2 separate regions of the Mus musculus genome follow, and region 1 is linked to region 2. A link is a contact called in public Hi-C data. All regions are on one chromosome and are shown on one strand. Each heading gives the region's core, a stretch centred on a gene start, on an enhancer-like site or on the middle of the called end of the contact. The rest is flanking DNA. Distances are from core to core; before and after follow the strand shown. Region 1 has its middle 74 kb from the start of Gm36784. Region 2 overlaps Gm36784 (a long non-coding RNA gene).

Evidence for each region. A called contact is a pair of places that touch in the nucleus more often than the background predicts.
Region 1: a contact with region 2 is called in a Hi-C map of cranial neural crest, with 8 times the contacts expected there. The contact joins two enhancer-like sites. A contact is called at or near these places in 17 of 484 Hi-C or Micro-C datasets (CD8 T cells, the MC3T3-E1 cell line, MC3T3-E1-derived osteoblasts and 12 more), 2 of 115 datasets of contacts at active chromatin or transcription factors (craniofacial prominence and embryonic stem cells) and 1 of 9 other capture datasets (embryonic trunk).

What each region holds. Positions count from the first base shown.
Region 1 is chr13:48,779,533-48,785,268 of GRCm38.p6, reverse strand. No RefSeq gene overlaps it. Among named protein-coding and RNA genes, the nearest start is that of Gm36784, 74 kb to the right of the region's middle. RefSeq lists an enhancer at 3,967-5,645. Within about 2 kb of position 2,283, at least 90 of the 459 cell types and tissues checked have an H3K27ac peak or open chromatin away from gene starts, as enhancers often do. A contact at or near this core is called in craniofacial prominence, where this site is marked.
Region 2 is chr13:48,714,016-48,719,881 of GRCm38.p6, reverse strand. All of the region lies in intron 1 of Gm36784 (a long non-coding RNA gene), which reads right to left. Among named protein-coding and RNA genes, the nearest start is that of Gm36784, 8.8 kb to the right of the region's middle. Within about 2 kb of position 2,676, at least 14 of the 459 cell types and tissues checked have an H3K27ac peak or open chromatin away from gene starts, as enhancers often do. A contact at or near this core is called in craniofacial prominence, where this site is marked.

The DNA.
Region 1 (5,736 bases), core at 1,034-3,533, 66 kb before region 2:
GACACAGAGAGAGAGAACTCTTGTACATCCTACTTCTGGGCTAGGTTCTCAGCTCTTACACGTTTATTTGGAGACAGGTCTGACTAAGTCGATCAGGCTGGCCTTTCCTTTGTTCTGCAGCTCAGGTAGGTTTTGAACACGCAATTCTCCTGCCTCAGCTTTCTGAGTAGTTGGGATTGTAGGTCTGCACTACCAGGTCAAGCTAGGAGTTAGTACTGATTGATGTTCGAGAAATATATGTGACTCAGGGGATCTATTTTGAGCCATAAAAGCCAGTTTCAACAGGATATGTCTGGCATGATTCTTTTTCTAGAACACTCATTAAATAACGTAATTACAGAGATGGAGGCAGATTAGAGGTTGTTGGGGGTCAGGGATGGAGTTAGGTGAGGGACTGAAGGGACAGACTTTATAAGACAGTGTGGATGAGAGAGCTGATTCTAGGGGAAGTCGCTTCATGCAAGATAAAAAATACAGAGCCCCAGCATGTGTGTACATGCAAACATGGACGGATGCTCATGTTTAACGTTGACTAAGATGTCCTCATTTTAATACCCTGTTCTTGTTCTATGATTCCCTCCCCAGTGGGGGTCAAAGGTATTCATAAGATTTCCTCTGTACACACTTTCTGAAAATTATTTACAATCAGTATTCAAATAAAAAATGTAGAAAAAACTACATTGCAGCAAAAAAAAATCTTACTAGGATGTATAAAATCAAAATTGACAACAAACTCATACAGATTAACAGTAAGATGAACAACACAGCAACACTGCAGGAAAGAGGCTTTAATAAAATATGCAAATAAAAATTAGCATATGGAAAAGTTCTTTACCGCCATCCCTCAGGGATATGCAAATGACCGCTCTGCTAAGCTTCCATCCATTAGGCTCGCATTAGAGTGATCAACCCAGAAATTACTCTTGGGCAGTTCAGGTGGGGGAGGAAGCAGGCCCACTGCGTGAGACATTGTGCTGGTTAAATTAAACACATGGAAGGGCCATCCAAGCTCGGGGGAGGGGCGGGACGTCTTTCCCAGAGAAGTGAGAAACTATAGCCCAGAGTTTATGACTTAGGTGGAGAAACCCAAACACCTAAGTAGGGTAGATGTGGGCGAGAAAACCCATCTGTCTGTATGCGATGGGTCTGCTGTGTTAGGAAAGGCTGAGCAGATAATGGCTTCCTTCAAAGAAGCCAGAAAGGACAGCTGTGTGGGTTTGAGGCTGGGGCCAGGTAACACTGGCCCTGAGCAACATGGGAGGGAGAGGTGAGCCCTGTAGTACAGGCTTCAGGAAGTTCTTGAAAGAGCTCCCCACCATCACAGAGGTGGTGGCCAAAACCAAGTCTTCAGAGTCAATTCCACAGCACCTAGTTCACACCTCAATTGTGTTTTGGCAACACTAGGGATGGAGCCCAGGACTTAGCCTGTGCATAGAAAAGCATTCTACCCTTGAACTATGGTTCACTTAGCACAAGGAAGTTGATTTTTTTTTTAACACTTCTGCCCATGTCCCTGCCTCCTTTCTGAGCTCAAGCCCATTTTGAAAGTCATGTCCAACAGGGAAAGACCATGGTCTGTGCCAGCCAAAAGCTGGCACGAAAGCCTTGTGCCTCTTCTCTCCCATGGGCAGACTGTATACAACTATCTACTCCCTGTCCCCCACACCAGCATCTTCCAGAGGCTTGATCGTCAAGTCCTCCCTTCCACCTTGGTCAGCTGGGCCCTTTCCCTCCCTGATTTTGTGTGGCAAGATTGCATCCTCCAAGAAGCCTTTCCAGGTTCTCCAGGCTGAGCCCTTGGTGTCACAGGGTTGACCTGTTGTTTGGTTGTTAGATTTTCCTAGAAAGCCATGTTCTGTTCCCGACTCCATTGGGGTTTCCTCTGAGGCAGGAACCTCTATCTCCTGGGGCTTTCATTCGCTGGTGCTGGGCAGGAGGTCTGCATCCAATCTCAGAGGCCTACCTGTGTTTGGAAATCCAAGCCCGAGAGGTGGGGTGGGCCCTGCAGTTGGGGAGGGTTCTGAGCTGATTCGTTAAAAGGTTTTATGAAAGCACGCTAAATAGACCGTGCAATTGCGAGAATAAGTTCTTCTCTGGTGGAAATTACTCAGCCATTTGGTTCTTATTTTGGCGAACGTGGTTCGGCCCTTTTGAACGCACTTGATACGCCTCGGCTGCCAGAGCAACAGGAAGATATGCTTTGAATTCCCTGTAAACCCCGTGTAAACACCAGGCTTACGGGTAATTGCAACAGAACCCGGCTCCACCCCGCAGCCTCTGCATGCCACCCCTCCCGACTACTGCCTAGGCCTGCAGCCCGCGGCTCCGCCCCTGGGCTTCAAGGTCTAACACATGCCCAGACAGAGGCTGGGCTCCCAGAAGGGCTTCCTCCTGGCAACAGGGAGCTGGTAGCTTCTTAGCCGGCCGGCCTTGGTGCGCTTCATAGTCACTACATCTCTGGATTCCTGCCCTGGCTTTAGCAGAGAGGCTGTGGCCTCTGGACCGCTCTGCCCTGCCCACTTCCCCCAAGCCTGTGTGTTCTGGCGCCCTGAGCTCACAGGACATCACCAGCTCTGACTTTTGGTGGACGTGGAAGCCTTACAGTGGTCTGGCTTTCAGGGTTGTGGCTCACATCGAATCTGGAGGGGGCCTTCTTGCTTTCTAACCTTCCTGCCTCTTGTCAGGCTCAACTGGAGCATCCCTCAAAGGCCAAGCTGGAGCGCAGCATAGATCTGGGGCTGAGCAGCACTGGCCCCAGCAGCAGTGTGAGAGAGGACTGTAGTTTGGGTCCCAGGCAGCCGCTTAAGTGCTGGGTGGATGTAGCAGCCCACCTGCAAGCCCAGCACTCAGGAGGAAGAGACGGGAGAGCTCAGAAGCGACTAGGCTAAGTTCGCCAAATTCTCAAGCTCTGGGTTCAAGTGAGAGACCCTGCCTTAATATGTAAGGTGGGGGGCAATTGAGTAAGGTATCCAATGACAACCTCTGGACTCCACATACCTACACACACACACACACACACACACACACACACACACACACACACAGAAGAACCCACACATGATCATGCCTCCACACACATGAACCCACACATGATCATGCCTCCACACACATGAGTATACACATGATCATGCACACCCCACACACAAAGAGTGACTGAGAGAGATAAAGAAGAGATGATTATTTGAGAACTCCCTCCTTTCTGATGGGATTGATGCTCTTCTTACGGACTCAGCTCACTGACTTGTCTGTCTCCTGACATTTGAGACTCCAGTGTTTCCACCTCTGGAGGATGAAGCCTTGGGAGCAGAGACCAACCCTTGCAGGCTCAGGTGTTGCTGGTGCCTTCATCCTTACCTCCCAGCCTCCAGAACCATGAGAAACCAATCTCTGATCTTAATAACTGGTCCAGCCTCTGGCATTTTGTTTAGCAACCTTAGTGAGCTAAGCCCCAGATCTTGCCAATGGGCGTGTGGGGCTCCTCCCATTCTGCACTCCGTTTCTTCAAGTCCCTTGGGGACCATGGTCACCTCAGAATCTATTTCTCCCCATGTCTTTGTGGCAAGTCAATGAATCAACCCAGAAAGGGGCTCTGCATACTGTAGTTAGGAACTTCCTTGGACAATGAAAACAGCTGGATCATCTAGAGGCTTCTTTGCTCACACATCTGGCTGGGGTGGGATGACTCCGTATGACTTGGGCTCTGTGGTAGCATGGGTGACCTTCTTTAGGTCGAGGTTCTTATGAGGAAGTTCCAGGCTCTGTGGGAGAACTTCCAGAGAGCCTAGACAAGGTTAGTAGTGTTGCAGCCAGAAAGGCTGTCCTGGAATCACTACCCCAAATTCTTGTTGATCAGACTTCACAAACCCGGACATATTCCAGCGGAGGCATGTGGACCCCACTTCCCTACTTCTTGATGGAAGACATGTCAAAAGTTGCAGCCAAATGTCCTTCTCACCAACACAAATAACAAGAATACTGTGACCTTTCCCAGGGTCTGGCCTGGGCTTCATCCTGGCCTGTGCCTTGAACCCTGCTTGTGTATGAATTGGACGCTGCTATCCTGAGGTTCTTTTGAGGAAGCAGGCATATAGCGCGGGTAGTATTTGGCCCCCGTGACTCCTGGAGGTCCAGAAGACCTTATCCTTTGACAACAACTGCACATTACATTCACATGACTTCATTCTTCCACGACTGCTCACTGTGTACCCATCCTGGTGGCCAGGCTGCATAAGGCTTCTGTTTCCTGGAGCTCATGGGAGACTTGAGAGAAAGCAACTGGGACACACCAGTTCCAGGGAGGCAGCATGGGAGCTGCATGGAGAAGGGAGCTTCAGAAAGGACTCGCTAGTTATCTGACACCAGGTGGGGAGCAGGCTCAGACTTGCAGATGGACCTTTCAGCAGACAGAAGTGACTAGAGAACATGAAAAGGTCCTGGGGTACAAAGGTCCTAGGGTGCCACTAAGCTGGAAGGATCTGTGAGCCAAACCAATGAAGTCAAGAGAGGTGTGAGTAGCCATGTTGCCTGGGGCCATCTTGCAGGTTCTTTGGGTCCTGGGAGAAATGAGAGGGTTGATGGGGACACTCACTTGAGGCCTCTTAAAAGGTAGCCTGTGCCCTTTCTTTCTACCCCAGGCTGCAGGCTGAGATCTACCAGGAGCCCTGGCCTCCACAGGGATATTTGTTCAGGCCAGTCAGTGCCAAGGCCTGCCTCAGATCCCTGCCCCCACCCCCTCGTCCCACCTCTGCCTGGGTGCTGGTGGCTGTCAGGCAAGGCAGGCGGCAGATCAAACGCCCCCGCCCCCCCAGGGCCTGGCCTTGCCCATCAGGAAAACATCACGTGGCACTGGAATGAGGTGATTTCGAGCAGCCGATGTGAGGAAATGGGTATTTATGTAGCTGCGGGCATGGTTTTTATTTTCCCTAATTTTCAGATTACTTTCGATTAGGCCTCTTCGGAGTAGAAAAGGCTTGAAGTGAAATCGATCCTGCCTAAATCATTATGGCCAGCTCAGCCCCGGGCTGCCTCTGTAGACAATTACCCCGGACCCTGGGGTTAGGGGGCAGACTCCAGGCAGGGGACACTTCCCGGGGCTCACCCAGACTTGAGCTGGCCCAGGGCCGTTGTGCCTTGTGGCACACAACAGCCATTGATTCCCAGTCTCTGGCCAGAGGGGTGGGAGGGAGCCGAGCAAGGACTAATTCCCATCACCATCTGGACTCTATCTCTGCTCCCACCCCTAAACCAGGACAGGGAGGGGGCTGGGAGAGGGAGAAGGGGGAAAAATGCCCAGGCCAAATTCAAATGCTTTCATGAATTTTGCAGTAGAAATGTTTTGACGTGAATATTTTTGTCAGTCTCTAGAGTTTGCCAAAAGAAACTCAACTCCCAACCACAGCTCGAATGTAGTCTGCAGTTGGCTCTGTAGCCACTGCAGGACAGGCAGTGGGCCCCAGCACCTGCAAGGCTAGCTCACAGGGGTGGCATGTGAGAGGTTCAGGGGTCCCAGTGATACACCCGGAAGACCCCATGGGGCACTTTGCCTCCAAGAGGAACCCTCAGACATCTGAGGGGTGGATACATAAAACTTGGGAAATTCCTGGGAAATTCCTCTGACAGCAGGAATTTGCTTCTGGAAACTTGGACCAAAAAAAAACCCTTTTTCTTTCTTCTTCTTCTTCTTCTTCTTCTTCTTCTTCTTCTTCTTCTTCTTCTTCTTCTTCTTCTTCTTCTTCT
Region 2 (5,866 bases), core at 1,427-3,926:
ACACACACACACACACACACACACACACACATATATATATGTATATATGTATGTATGTATATGTATATACACATATACACATATTTGAGACATGGTCTTACCACATAACTCTACCTGGCCAGGATCTCAATAGGTAGATGAGGTTAGCCTGGAACTTATAAATATCCACCCGCCTCTGCCTCCTGAGTGCTGGGTTTAAAGGCATTCACCACCATGTCCAGTTCTCTTCTTTGAGGCAAGACCTCTCCCTGAACCTGTAGCCCTGTTCTTAAAGGCTCCGGCCCTTTGTATGCCTCACCTGCATCCAACACCAGCTGCCCCAACTGGTCTCCATTGCGGTCCTGGGATCCACCCTCCCTGTCACTTAAAGGCTGTGCTTTGGGACTGTCATCTTACAGTCATTTAGAGCACTGGCTTTATCCACCCCTGTGATGTATTTCCGAGCCCCTGAGTGGAGGTCTATATTCTACCTTGCCCTCTTCCCTTTTTTTCTCCAGGATCCAGAGATTCCAAGCCGTCCCGCACATGCCTCCATCTCTACAGTCAGCCTTGAATCCTCAGGACTATCATCCCATGACTTAGGGACTCAGCCACAGCACTCAACACTGAAGTGATGGTCTTCAACTCTGCTCATTCACAGCAACCGACACCATTCACCAAGTGCGCCATTAAAACCAAGCAAGACTTTATAAACTTGGGCTTAATGTTAAGTCCATAAGAAAATCTCTGTAATTTCCTGCTGAGCAATGGGGTTGCTGTCTGGTTCCTACAAGCCATAATTTTAAGGGGAGAGAAATGTTCCCCACCACACGAATGATGGGAAGTCAGTAGTTACGGTTCTGGGCAGCTGTTAACACTGAGACACGGCATGGTGCAGACTCCCACCTACCTCAGCTAAATGGTATCTTTATGAGATCAGTGAGTTTTGGCCTCAGTGAAGGGTGGCAAAGATAAACGAATAAACAAATAAATAAACTTTCAAAGTCTAAGCATAATTGGCAAGCTGACCTTTGGAAAAATATTTTCTCACCCAGTTCCCAAGCTGAGGGAAAATGTGTACTTGGTGCAAAGAGGAGCACCCACTGAAGAATACCTGGGAGCACCTCGGGCAGGAAGATTACTTGCTGGGCTCTCAGGGAGTCCTAGAATTACAGGAAGGGCTGAAGATACACAGACCCTGAGATAGGAAGACCAGAGTAGTGCAGACATTCTGGGTCTCCTACTGGCAAAGGGCACTCAAGCAGACATAAGGGGCCAGGCCTGGCCTTGCAGAGCATACACTCTGAGAAATAGCCTCAAGAGACTGTATACCCCAGGCCATCTCTGCTTTCCACGAGGAACCCAAAAGGCCACTCTGAATGCCATTAGAGGCCAGAGGACTCAGCTGATAAACTTCTTGCTGCATCGGCGTGATAACCTGAGTTCATAGCGACCTTAAACATCCACAGAAACGGCGGCTACGGCAGTGTGAGTCTGTAACTCCAAAGCTGGCCAGGACTGGAGGATCCAGAGGGCTTGCTGAACACGCAGTGCAGCTGAGACGGTAAGCTTCAGGCTCAGCAAGAGACAGACCCTGTCCTAAAGCATCTTAAGGTGGAGGGTCTGTGAGATGGCTCAGCAGGCAAAGGTTGCCACCAAGCCTGATGACTTGAGTTTAGTCTCAGGGTCCTACAGGACCAAAGACTCCTACAAACGATACAGGAGATGAATCTGCTGTCTGTTGGGGTCCTGGCTCCCCTGGGGACTTGTCTCTCCAACCTTTCCAGGACCTTCAGTCTGTATGCTATAATGGGGCACAGCAGTGGCACCTTTGCGACTCTGGCTTTTGTGGTGCCTGGAACAAGAGAGAAGCGGCTGTATAGCAGGTTCCCGACTCTTTCTGCTCCCTCTTGGATCTCTGCCTCAGGCTTTCAAACTCTGAGAACCTGCCTGGTTGGCTGAGCTATTAATGAAGCAGCCTGGGGGCTGGGGGTTGGGGATTGGGGGTTGGAGGAACGGTGGTTGCCCACCTCATGATGAAAGTACTGTCATCACTTTGCATTCAGATGGGGAAACTGAGGCACACTAAGTCAAGTCAGATGCACGGGGTGTTCCTTCCAAGCTTAGGAAACTAAGGAGAGGGGCCCTTTGGTGGGTTTCTCACCTCGGTCCTTCTTAGAAAAGGAACAGTTACTAATTACAACTCACTAATTACTGCTCAGGCAATTTCCATAATCGTCTCAAAGGGGAGAAAAAAAAACCGTGATGAGCTAAGTCGTGAGCGAAAACAGCCCCAGAAAGCCAAGCCAACGGAGCATGTGACCACCCTCGGGAGCCCTGGAATGTCTGCATCAGCCTACCCCCTCCCCAGCCCACAGAAAGGGAAACTGAGGCCCACCAGGCTGGGTGTTAGACCTCACACACACACAGAAGGCCGGTGTGCGACCCAGAAGGCCGCGCTCCCCGTGAAGACCTTGGTACCCTCGAATCCATCAGGCCTTTCGCCCTGGAGAACCCTCCGGAGGCAGCGCACGCTTCCTTGAAGCTAATTGCCTTAGTTTGAGGTAATATTCGTCACAGAAACACCAGCAGTAACCTTTGGTCTTGGCAAATTCTCCCCTCAATCACATAACGTAAACAGCGATAAAGAGGGCTTTTTAAGGCTTTCTTCATAATACGTTACACATGCATTTGTTACCGAATCTGGGCTCTCCAAGCCCTGAAACCTGAGCTCAGTGGGGCGGTGAGCCGGCTGGGCCCCCGTGCTGGGGTCAGGGTCCCCCCAACCCGGACCACGCTGCCCCTCCCCCTCACGGGCCTGCTCTCTCTTTTCTCCCCCCCCCCTCCTTGCCCTGGCTCCTTTGTTTCTCTCTCTCTCTCTCTCTCTCTCTCTCTCTCTCTCTCTCTCTCTTTTACTCTCTGGACCTGTTTTTCTTCTCCTTTGTTACAGTTTCTGTCTCTGAGGTTGCTCTCCTGGTCCATTCCGACTGCCTCTCTGCCTCCCTACATACCACCCTTCAGTTCTCAGACACAGGCCAAGTAGGTACCCAATCCTGACTCTTTCCTTCTGCCCCAAGCTAGTTGGTATTTACTCTGCCCAGCCTGGAGTAAAACACTGGAGAATGAGCAAAGGCAGATACGGGGAAGAGAGGAAGTACCAGGTTCAGGAGGGATGGGAGAAATCATGGTGGGCTGCATAGCAGCAGTGTCTTAGGAGCAATGTTGGAGAAGAGCAATAGGAACTGGCCACATGAGAATGTGAGGCAAGGGTATGGATTCCAGGCTCGGCAGAGAGTCCATGCGAGAGCAGGATCAGGTAGCTGGGAAGAGTTGTTGGCCTGTGTGGGCAGACTCTCCAGGGCCTGGTGCTGGCGCTAGAAGCAAGACCTGGTACAGACACTTGCTGTGGGGGCAGATTTGTTAGTGGCTGTAGATGGAAGGGACTGACAAGTGGCTAGTCAAGCATCACCCCAGGGCCTGCAAAGCAGGTCCTTGTCCTGTCCACAAGGTTGCTTGTGAGCCTCTTGGGAATAACTTTCAAAGCCAGCCCAACTGTCCCGTGACTTGTGGGTGTGGCCTCGAGGCTTGAAGCTGGATGACCAGGAATGTTGACGGATGCTATGCAGTACCCTCCCTGGCAGGTAGGGGTCTCACTTCCTAAAGATACCTGGTGACTGGGGAAACTGAGGCAGCAAGGTTCAGTATGCAGGGCCAGGGACATACCTGCCCTCCTGGGCCCAGACAGGCCTGGTTCCAGAGAGACTCAGGAAAGTGACCGACTGAGTCCTGTCAGTAGCTCCTTGGGTATGAGTGATACTCAGACACACCATGGAGTGAACGGTATGAGCTGCTGAGCCAGTGGGAGACAGGGAGAGGCAGAGGGAGATGCTGTGGGAGATGGAGGTTGAGGCAGGGATTCGGGAGCATCTTCTGTATACTGTATACTCCAGATGAGCCACACAAGGCATAGACGGGGTGGATCGCAGAAGGCCCAGCTCACACAGGGCATAGAAGGGGTAGCTCGGGGAAGGCCTAGCTACCTGCAAAGCTTGCTTCCGGAGAACCAGCAGATCCTGCTGCCAACGTCCACCCTACTCCCAGGTCACAGAAAGATCCAATCCTTCCCCCTTCTTGCCCTTATCCAAGATAGTTTTCTGTCTCTCTGTCCAGTAATAAAAGCAACCTACCCTTCAGGAACAGAGCCTCAGTTTCACTCCAGGTCTTACCAGAGACTCTCCCTGGTCTCTCTCTCTTTGCAGAACTGTCCAGTGTCACCTTTCTGGGGTGTCCTATCCCATGACCCTGATGTTTCTAGTCATCTCCCACTCTTTTCCTGCACCTGAGTGGGCTCCCGACCTGGGCGTTGCCTGCCCAGCACTATCTCTGGGATACTGTGGGTGGGGGTGAGAGCCCCTGATTCCCAGGTAACCCCGTCATTCCTCAGACCCTTCTGGGACCTTCACACATGGAGGGTTGAGTGGTGGATTGTTAGGTTATGAGCAGGGATGACATACAGAAGCCAGCCTCTGTGGTAAGGCTAGCCACACTCAAGGACGAATACCCACAGGCTAATGGCTAGGTCAAGGCTACAGACCTCCGAATTTCTCCCATCTCGCTGGAATTTGAAGAGCAGGTCTCTCCTGCAGACTCTCTCCTGTACACTGGCCACACCTGGGACCCTCCCTTTACTGAGCCCGTGTGGCCTGGTACTGTTCTAATATTGAGAAAATTGAAAATTGAAGCAATTTATTGTAAAAGGCCATTTCCCTTCAGCAGTCACTTTGGTGAGACCAAGACAAAGCTGAAAGTGATTTGCTGGGGGGCCAGGCCCAGAAAGGGGCCACCTTTACACAGCTTCCCCAGTTCCTGGATCCCCACCCCCATACCAGCAAGGACTGCTGTTCCCCTCCTGTGGAGGCCATAGCCTCAGTGCATCTCCACCAACCTCTAGTCTCCAAACTCCTCCCTCCAATCCTGTATCTATCTCCCCTCTACATGTTGGGGTGGGGTTGAAGTGCATACCCCAAACACTCAGGCAAGTCAGAGATGGATGTTTGCAACAAATCTATCCACTGCCAATCTCTGCTGGCCCATGTGTACCCTTGGGCATCTGGATCCATTATCTTCTAGATATTGACTCCTCTGAGCAGGGGCCATCATTCTCCCAAAGATCCTTGGTTTCGTTCTGTAGGATGGCGATTAACTCACCCTAGGCAGTCCAGGAGAATCTGGAAGATGAAGGTGGCGGTTCCACATAGGTGAGCCACACGATGATGCATAGTGCAGATAAAGGTGACAGAAATAAATTGTGTTCATATATGCTTGTGCCATACATATGTATGTAGTGTGTAGGCATGTGCATTGTGTGTGTGTATACTGTGTGCACATGTATGAATGTACAGCCTGTGTAACTGCATCTGTGTGTCTGTTATGTATGCATCTAGGTTGTACATCTATGAATATGTATATGTACACATATACATATGTCAAAGGACATTTCCTACTTGTATGTAAGTAGGTATCGTGAGTGTACAGATGTGTATTATGTGTATGCTGTGTTTCTCTGTGCCTGTTATGTGGAGGGAATATATATATATATATATATATATATATATATATATATATATATGTATATATATACACACATACACACATATGTATATGTATGTATATACACACATATACATATGTGTGTATGTATATGTATATTTATCTGTACATTAATGAAGGCATATAAACATATGTGATATGTATAACTTGTATATATATATATATACATATATTATGTACATGGTCATATGATATGCAATATGTATATGTGTGTGAAAACTGACTGCCTGTGTGTATCATGGGAAGTATGTATTGTGTGACATACATGTGCTGTGTG